2 separate regions of the Anas platyrhynchos genome follow, and region 1 is linked to region 2. The links are chromatin contacts, called in public Hi-C maps. All regions are on one chromosome and are shown on one strand. Each heading gives the region's core, a stretch centred on a gene start, on an enhancer-like site or on the middle of the called end of the contact. The rest is flanking DNA. Distances are from core to core; before and after follow the strand shown.

Region 1 (3,588 bases), core at 40-2,539, 34 kb after region 2:
GAAAAGGCCAGCCAGGAGCATCACCACTGCCTGTGTCAGCAAGTACAGTGACATGGGGAAGTAAGCTGGAAAGCCAGAACTGGTGTGCACCAAAGCGAACCTCTTTCCTCGGTAATAAATAGCAATGAGTATCTCCCCGCCCCATGAACGATTCCTCAGCTGCTCACCTGTAGATGTATGCCTTGCTCAGGATGGCCTCAAGGCGGTTGTTGAACTCGAAGAAGGCCATGTACTGGGAGGAGAAGGAAAGCAGTGTGCTCCAGTGTGCCACGGCTTCCCAAGGAGCCAGCAAGCAGGGCACGTCCCTGCTCCAAGCCCTCTCACAGCCAAGCTCCCCGGCTGGCCCCCAGCCTCACTCCTGCAGCATGAACGGCCACGGGCAGACAGCCCCATCTGCACATGCCCTTCTAATAAAATGTAGGAATAATAAGGTTGAAATATTGACCGACAGCCCCTCAAGGGCTTTGGTCATCGTCCTGTCATTATTCTGGCAAGCCACAGCCACGCAAACCAACGAGGGACCCTTCTGTGTCCCTTTGGCACGGGGGGCTGCGTGGGTCTGCCCGCTCCCACTCACCTTCAGGCAGCGGGGAAAACGCAGCAGCGGGTTGACACCGACTTTGAAGTAGAAGAAATCCAGGGGAAGGAGGCATACCACATCCATCTGAAACCCACACAGAGAGAGAAACCTCTGCAGAACCTGCAGGCCCAGCGGGGTGGAACTGCAAGCCATGTCGTGGATCAAAGACGCAAAGTAATAAAGGAAATTATGCCAGACCTTAAAGCGCTGTGAATGCAGGTAGTTCTCCTTCATGGCCTTTTTGTCACTCTGGTTAGGAATTGCAGGGGAATAGCAAAAGAGAGAGAGAAAGAGAGAGGTTGATTATTGCTTGCAGAGAGCAAAGTCACCACCAACCCAGTCATGTATGGCCTTCCCCTTCTGTGCCACAACCGGGAACCTGCTCCCACTGTGCTGGGGAGCAGAGCAAGAGGAGCAGCAGACCTGGTTGTAGGCCAACTTCCCACCCTTGCCCAGGATATCCCTTGCTCATTTTGTGCCCTGGAGGAAGCACACTGCAGCGGCAGCACCACAAAAGTCAGAGTTCACAGGAGAAGCCTCCCCGTCTGAGCACGAGCAGCAGGAAGGCTGTATCCCCAAGGTTTTATTTTTCACAGATTATTTAATTGCCTGTGGAAACGAAACCAAAGGTTTTCACTTATCTCAGACTCATGAGCTATGCATTCAGATGGCAATCACCTCTGTCCTACTGCTAATGAATTCTGCCTAGCGGTGCTCCAGGAAACAAACCCTGAGTTTGTTCTGCTGTCAGCGGGTGCAGGCTGCCAGCTGTGCCAGGGCTGGACGGCGCGCTCACCGCCCCGCTGGCAGCACTGCCCCGAGGAGCAGCACCCTCACATCCTGGCCTGGGAACCACCACGGACCTGCACTTTCTAATGGCCTGATACTGATTTTGTAGGGAAAATACATATGTCTGGGAGACAAACAGACTGCCACCTTATCCCCGGCAGGAAAGGTGTCTGCAGTCCTCCCAGAGTGCACCCAGCCGTAGTGGGAAGATGAAGAGCAAATCCTAGCTGTGGTGGTAGAGCTGCTGGTTTGCCTGGAGCCTGATCCAGACACCAACAGCCACTGGGGGTGTTGGGGCTGGGATGTCCCCACAGCCGTGTCAGCTCAGTGGGATGCAATGCACGCTGCCACTCACTATTATGTCTCCCCCCCGCACAAACTGCAGGCGGGTCTGAAAAACGATGATGTCCAGCAGGTAGATGAGGTCACAGAGGTAGTCCACGAGCAGCCAGAAGTGGATGTTGGATGGCGTCTGGTAGGGGAAAGCCCAGCGGACGGGGATCAGCCAGCAGTTCCAGTTCCAGGCCAGGACAACGAAGAAGAGCCACAGCACATACATCAGGTCTGTGCACAGGGAAACACACCCTGACGAGCTGGCCACACACCTCCCGGTTATGCAAACCTACTATATGAGGGGATTTCACCCCTTGCCTGCCCCCAGCACAAGGGTGAAACCTGCAGGAGACTACAGGTTCTTCTCCTGATAGCATCTGGTGGCAAGTGGCAAGCAGGGGCCAGCAGAAGGATGGGTGAGCTGGGCTCTAGGTGCAAAGGTAATGCTGTCTGCTGCAGAGCACATTGCTTTTTATCAGAAAGCCTCTTCTAACTTGGCTGATTCAGTCACAGTTGGTTTTGCTTTGCTCCCACAATACTAACTTTATTTTTTTTTTTAATCTAAGGAAGGAGCTGGGCTCCCCTGCCGAGTTCAGCGTTTGCCCTCTATGAAGACTGAGCAGCAGAAAAACGCTGTTCCTTCTCCACCTGGTGGTGCTGCCGGCACTCGCAGCCATCAGAGAACATTTAGGAAAGCCCGTGGATTTCACACAGGAGTTTAGAGCTAGCTTACACGTAAACTGAGCTGTAGAATCATTGAATGGGTTCGGTTGGGAGGGACCTTAAAGAGCATCTTGGCCCATGGGCAGGGACACCTCCCACCAGACCAGCTTCCCCAAAGCCCCATCCAACCTGGCCTTGAACATTTCCAGGGATGGGGCAGCCACAGCTTCTCTGGGCAGCCCGTGCCAGTGCTCTCCGCGGCATCCCAGAGCTGGTGCTGTCCCCTGCTCCCCTCCATCCCCTCCCCATCCCACCCAGGGTTCTCCCAGCCCTTCCGCGCTCGTCTCTCACTGGTGAGCGGGTCGATGCTGCTGGGGAACTGGTAGCTCTTCAGGCGGGCCATCCAGGGCTGGCACTTGAAGGTGCAGCACAGCATCTCGCAGTAGTGTTCATCATCTGCTGCCTTGTCCCCTGGCGGTGCTTCTGCCGGGGGGGGCGGTGGTGGTGCTGCGGGCGCTGGCTTGGAAGGGGCTGGGAGAGGCCACACGATTATTTTAAACAGCAGAAATTCTTCTCAGGGCAATTTGGTTTAAGACAATGCCTTTACAGATCATGTCTCCCAGAGCTGCCCAGAGGGAAACAGCTTCCAGGTCATTAAACCAAATTACAATTCCTATTTCTCGATCTTCTCAAGGCCACCAACACCACCTGCAAACCTCCCTCTTCTCCCCATCAAAAACCTCCAGATTCCTCCCCAGCATTTGGCTTTACAACTCTTTCAGACTCCCAGCCCAACCCAAACTCACATGCCGAAGGGCTCTCGTCATCGGAGGTGACATCAGGGTCGGTCAGCTTCTCTTTTACCTTCTCTGTGCGCTCCTTGAAGAGCTTCACCAGCTCCTGGAGCCGGTCATTGATGATGGCACTGCTCTGGCTGGTGGCCGAACCGATGCGCTCGGGCAAGCTGTGGGGAGACCATTGGGCACTTCACTTACATAGAAAAACCTGAGAGCAGGCTCAACACCTATTATTTAACCCACAGAATCCTTAATAAGGATTTGTCCGTATTTATCTGGCTAGCATTATCAGAAGAACACGTTTCAGTAAAATGCTGTCAGGAGCACCAGCCTGAACCTCATCTTTGCCCTTGGATGTGAGCTGCCCTCAGAGGGACTTGGAAAGCACCAAGAGCCCAGGCTGGCTGTCCTGTTCTTGGGAGAAGG
Region 2 (3,608 bases), core at 684-3,183:
AGCATCCCAGCTCAGCTCCAGCTTGTCTGCAGTTCTGATCCCTCCAGCCAGATCCCACAACTGTCCTAAAAAAGCTGGAGAGGTGGAGGGAGCACCCAGCAGCTTCCCACTCCCCATCCTGGCTAAAAGCATCCATCCAGCAAGAAAGAAGCCACAGAGCTGCGTGTCTCACGGGAAGAGGTGCCGCAGCAGGAAGGGATGCCACTACCCCCGGTCACGGATCCTGGTGGGTCTGGGGCACTGAGGTGGGCGAGGGGAGCGCACCAAAGCCTTCACCCTCTCCAGCAAGCAGCCCAGTCTTGGAGCGGGCCTGGTGCTAGAAGCCAGCACCTGTCACACAGGGACTGGCCTCAGCTTCCCTGGGGGGGGAGACAGACACGCGAGGGTCACGCCAGGCCAAGGCCGTGGCCATCACAGCCCAAGCCCAAGCCCTCGCCAGCGGTGTTTTGGCAGGCCCCGCGTGAGCTGGTCCCGCGAGCATCCCTGCAAGTGGTGCAGCCCAGCACACCTGCCCTTGCTGGTAAGCCAGGCCGAAGCAGAGCCCTCCACCGGCTCCCAGCCGCATACACTCACCTGGCAGCCACAGCTGCCCCTAATTCAGGCTGAAATTGAAGGGAAGAGAGGGTCAAGCTGGGGGCACTGCTGCTGCCCCACAATGTCACTGCCCCGGATGTCCCACATGCAGCCAGAGCTGCCCGCAGAGGCTTTGCAACCCTGCATTGCCCTGTGCCGTGACAGGGTGCTCTTGGGGAAGTCCAAACCAGCTAATTAGCCATCAGTTAACGAGCTGATTGCAGATCAGCTAGCTCCACTACTCAGGTTTTGACTGCCAGCAGCTGGCTGGGACGAGGCTGGTGGTGGGAGCCTCCTGTGCCAGAGGGATGCTGGTCAGGAGCAGCAGGGACACGGAGCGGGGGCCGTGATGCCCCCCAGCACCCACCTGAGGTCTGGAGCTTCCTGCGGATGGAGGTAGCACGGCCACTGGGTGGTCCTGGGCTGGGCGACGCGTGGCCCCGGCTGGAGGATACTGCGGTCCCCGGCACGTCCCCCTGGGGAAAAGACGAGATGTGGCCGTCAGTCAGCTCGTGCTTCGGGGACAGCCGGAGAGGAAGGGTGCCAGCAGCACCTTGGTTACCTCCAGCTGCTCCTGGCTGGGCCAGGACGCCAGCTCAGCCTTGCGTGAGATGGGGCCGAGCTCCACGGAGCGAACCCTCTCGGCGAACTTCAGGGAACACAGCGTCTCGCTGGTGTTCTTCTCGGCGGGGGAGACCTGCAGCCAGCAGGAGCAGCAGCGTGTCAGCCCACCAGCCACCACCCCCCTCCCAGGCTCTCCTGCCCCAGCTCTCGAGCACGGCAAATGCCACAAATGTTGGGGTCATGCTATTATTAACCTGCCGCTCCTGAGACAGCCCTGTGCGTCTGCACCCGAGCTATCATCTGAGCCAGACAGATATCCCTGTCACCAACTGCCCCTGCTTTAGGGATAGCCAAGGAAACTACAGCAGTTTGTGCATCCCCCCACAGTGCTTGGTGCGGCAGGCCCTGGTACCCAGCCCCTACCTGCACCATCATGAGGGTCTTGCTGTCCCCGCTGAGCGAGTCCTGCAGCAGGTAGGTCAGCTTGGAGTTGCGGAAGGGCACGTGGCCCTGCCGGGAGCGCAGGGCGTAGATCACGTCCCCCAGTGCTGATAGCGACTTGTTGATGTACTGCGCCTCGCGGAGCCGGCTGCCCTCTGCGCCCGACCGCCCGACGCGCTCCGAGCCCGCCAGGTCCACCAGGTTCAGCTTCCCTGGGAGCACAGAGCCACACCACAGCTTTTGGCAGTGCTGCCAGCCCCCGTCCAGACGCTCTGGCGATGGGTCCAGCACCCACCTGTGGTGCGCAGCCCCGTGCTGCGGTCCAGGCCGTGGACAGTGACGATGAGCAGGGCGTGAGAGCGGGAGCTGTGCTCGTTCAGGTTGGTGCACTCTGTCACCCGCTTGACATGGCCAAACTCAAAGACCTTGGGGCAGAGAGGCGGTCAGGCCAGGCCTGCCCCAAGCCCCTCACAGCCCCTGCCCCTGTATCCAGAGAGCTCTGAAAGGTGCCCAGGTCCATCAGGGTGATGAATGCTGTCCGGCCTCAACCCCAGTGATGCATTGGAGGCAGGTGGTGAATGGCAGCCAGGACAAACCAGTGGTGGTTGGTATCCCGCTAATCCCCCCCCCAGCCACCCAGGCCGCAAACATATTTATTTTTAACACCCCTGCAACTCATGGAAAGCACTGCTGCTCGTCTCATGGCAGGGTGTCGGCTGTATCCCACCCAGGGGTCTATTCTGGGCTCTCACTCCCCAGCACTTCGGAAATGCTTCTGAACCTGGGGTAACATCAGAGAGACCCCGGCAGGGCTTCCAGCTCCCTCCTGGTGTTGCTGTGAACCCAGAGGCAAACGCTAGCATGCCCTGAAGCCCTCCTAAGGGGGGGCTGCACAGTAACTCGGTGCCACCCTCCCGCTCCCCTCACCTTGTTGATGTCCTCCACGCTCTGCACCCTGAACTCGGTCAGCCCGGGCACATAGAGCTGCCCGCTGCCGTCGGGGCACAGCTTGATCTCCAGCTTCTCCTGGGGCTCCTTCCCCAGCAGGTCCCTGGAAAGGAGCACCCGTTACTGCCCCGCAGGCACGTGTCACCCCCCACACCCTGCTGTGTGCCATGCTGCCTGTGCACCTGCACTGCCAGTGCCCCCAGTACCCTGCTCCAGCTCTGCGGGAGCCACTTCCTCCCAGGATATTTCACAGCCTATTTACAGACCTCATCCCTCCCCATCCCCGCTGCTTTCCTGTGCACCCGCCAGGTATGTGACAAGGAGCAGATGTGCGCTTGGGGCATCTTTGCTAGGGCCTCTGCTGGTCCCTGAGAGCAGCGGCTGCTGCCATCCCCCCCCCGCAGCTCCCAGCTGCCTCCCACTGCCAGCATCCAGGCAGGGCCGCGGGCAGGGAAGGAAAATGTTTCTCATTCTCTCAGCTCCCAGCGTGCAGCTTCTAAATATAACAGCCAGAGGCTGGGGAGCCAGGGGCACAGGGGAGGCGTTTCAAACCCGCCAGAGGAAGACAAGGCAGGAGTCAGAGCCAGAGGGAGCCCATATAAGCAGAAGGAGCTCAAGGGAGGAGGGAGCTGGGAGTGGTCCCAGACAAGCTCTTTGAACGAGCGGCATGCGCTGGGGAAAATAAATAAATAAATAAAAATCCTTACATGGCCAAACCCAGGGCCTAAGGCCCTGAGACTGAGATGCAAGAGCTGGCTCCCAAGTGCCGTGCCCGTGCCCCGTGGAGGTAAAAAACAGAGCAGCACGGCACCCCCCAGCAGAAAGCGTTCAGCTGCCCCAGCTCCCGGCGTACCTGAGCGCCTCGTTGTAAATCTCAGCCACGCTGACGGTGATGGCGTAGTCCCAGTCGGATGCCTTGCTCCGCACCTCAGAGAAGAGCAGCTGCAGGGCCCGCTGGTTGATCCCCGGGTTTGCAGAGGTTCCCTGATAAACGGGCAAGAAAGGGGGGGAAGAAATAACCCGTTGTGTTGTTGTTTTTTTTTTTTTTTTTCCTGTTGCAGCAAAGCAGAAGTAAAGCCCAG

The links. Hi-C and Micro-C count contacts between places; a contact is called where the count stands out from the background.
Region 1: a contact with region 2 is called in a Hi-C map of liver, with 2.6 times the contacts expected there. The contact joins two enhancer-like sites. A contact is called at or near these places in 3 of 8 Hi-C or Micro-C datasets (liver, skeletal muscle and subcutaneous adipose tissue).

The regions. Positions count from the first base shown.
Region 1 is chr12:11,301,567-11,305,154 of IASCAAS_PekinDuck_T2T, forward strand. It overlaps CNGB1 (cyclic nucleotide gated channel subunit beta 1), which reads right to left. Exons shown (of 32, transcript XM_072043826.1): 18 at 3,172-3,329; 19 at 2,717-2,896; 20 at 1,725-1,933; 21 at 779-829; 22 at 578-664; 23 at 168-232. Among named protein-coding and RNA genes, the nearest start is that of CNGB1, 19 kb to the right of the region's middle. Within about 2 kb of position 1,290, at least 1 of the 8 cell types and tissues checked has an H3K27ac peak or open chromatin away from gene starts, as enhancers often do.
Region 2 is chr12:11,267,383-11,270,990 of IASCAAS_PekinDuck_T2T, forward strand. KIFC3 (kinesin family member C3) reads right to left here. Exons shown (of 20, transcript XM_072043683.1): 14 at 3,380-3,510; 15 at 2,506-2,629; 16 at 1,874-2,003; 17 at 1,561-1,790; 18 at 1,136-1,270; 19 at 941-1,049; 20 at 1-359. The coding sequence ends at 334. Among named protein-coding and RNA genes, the nearest start is that of KIFC3, 14 kb to the right of the region's middle. Within about 2 kb of position 1,934, at least 2 of the 8 cell types and tissues checked have an H3K27ac peak or open chromatin away from gene starts, as enhancers often do.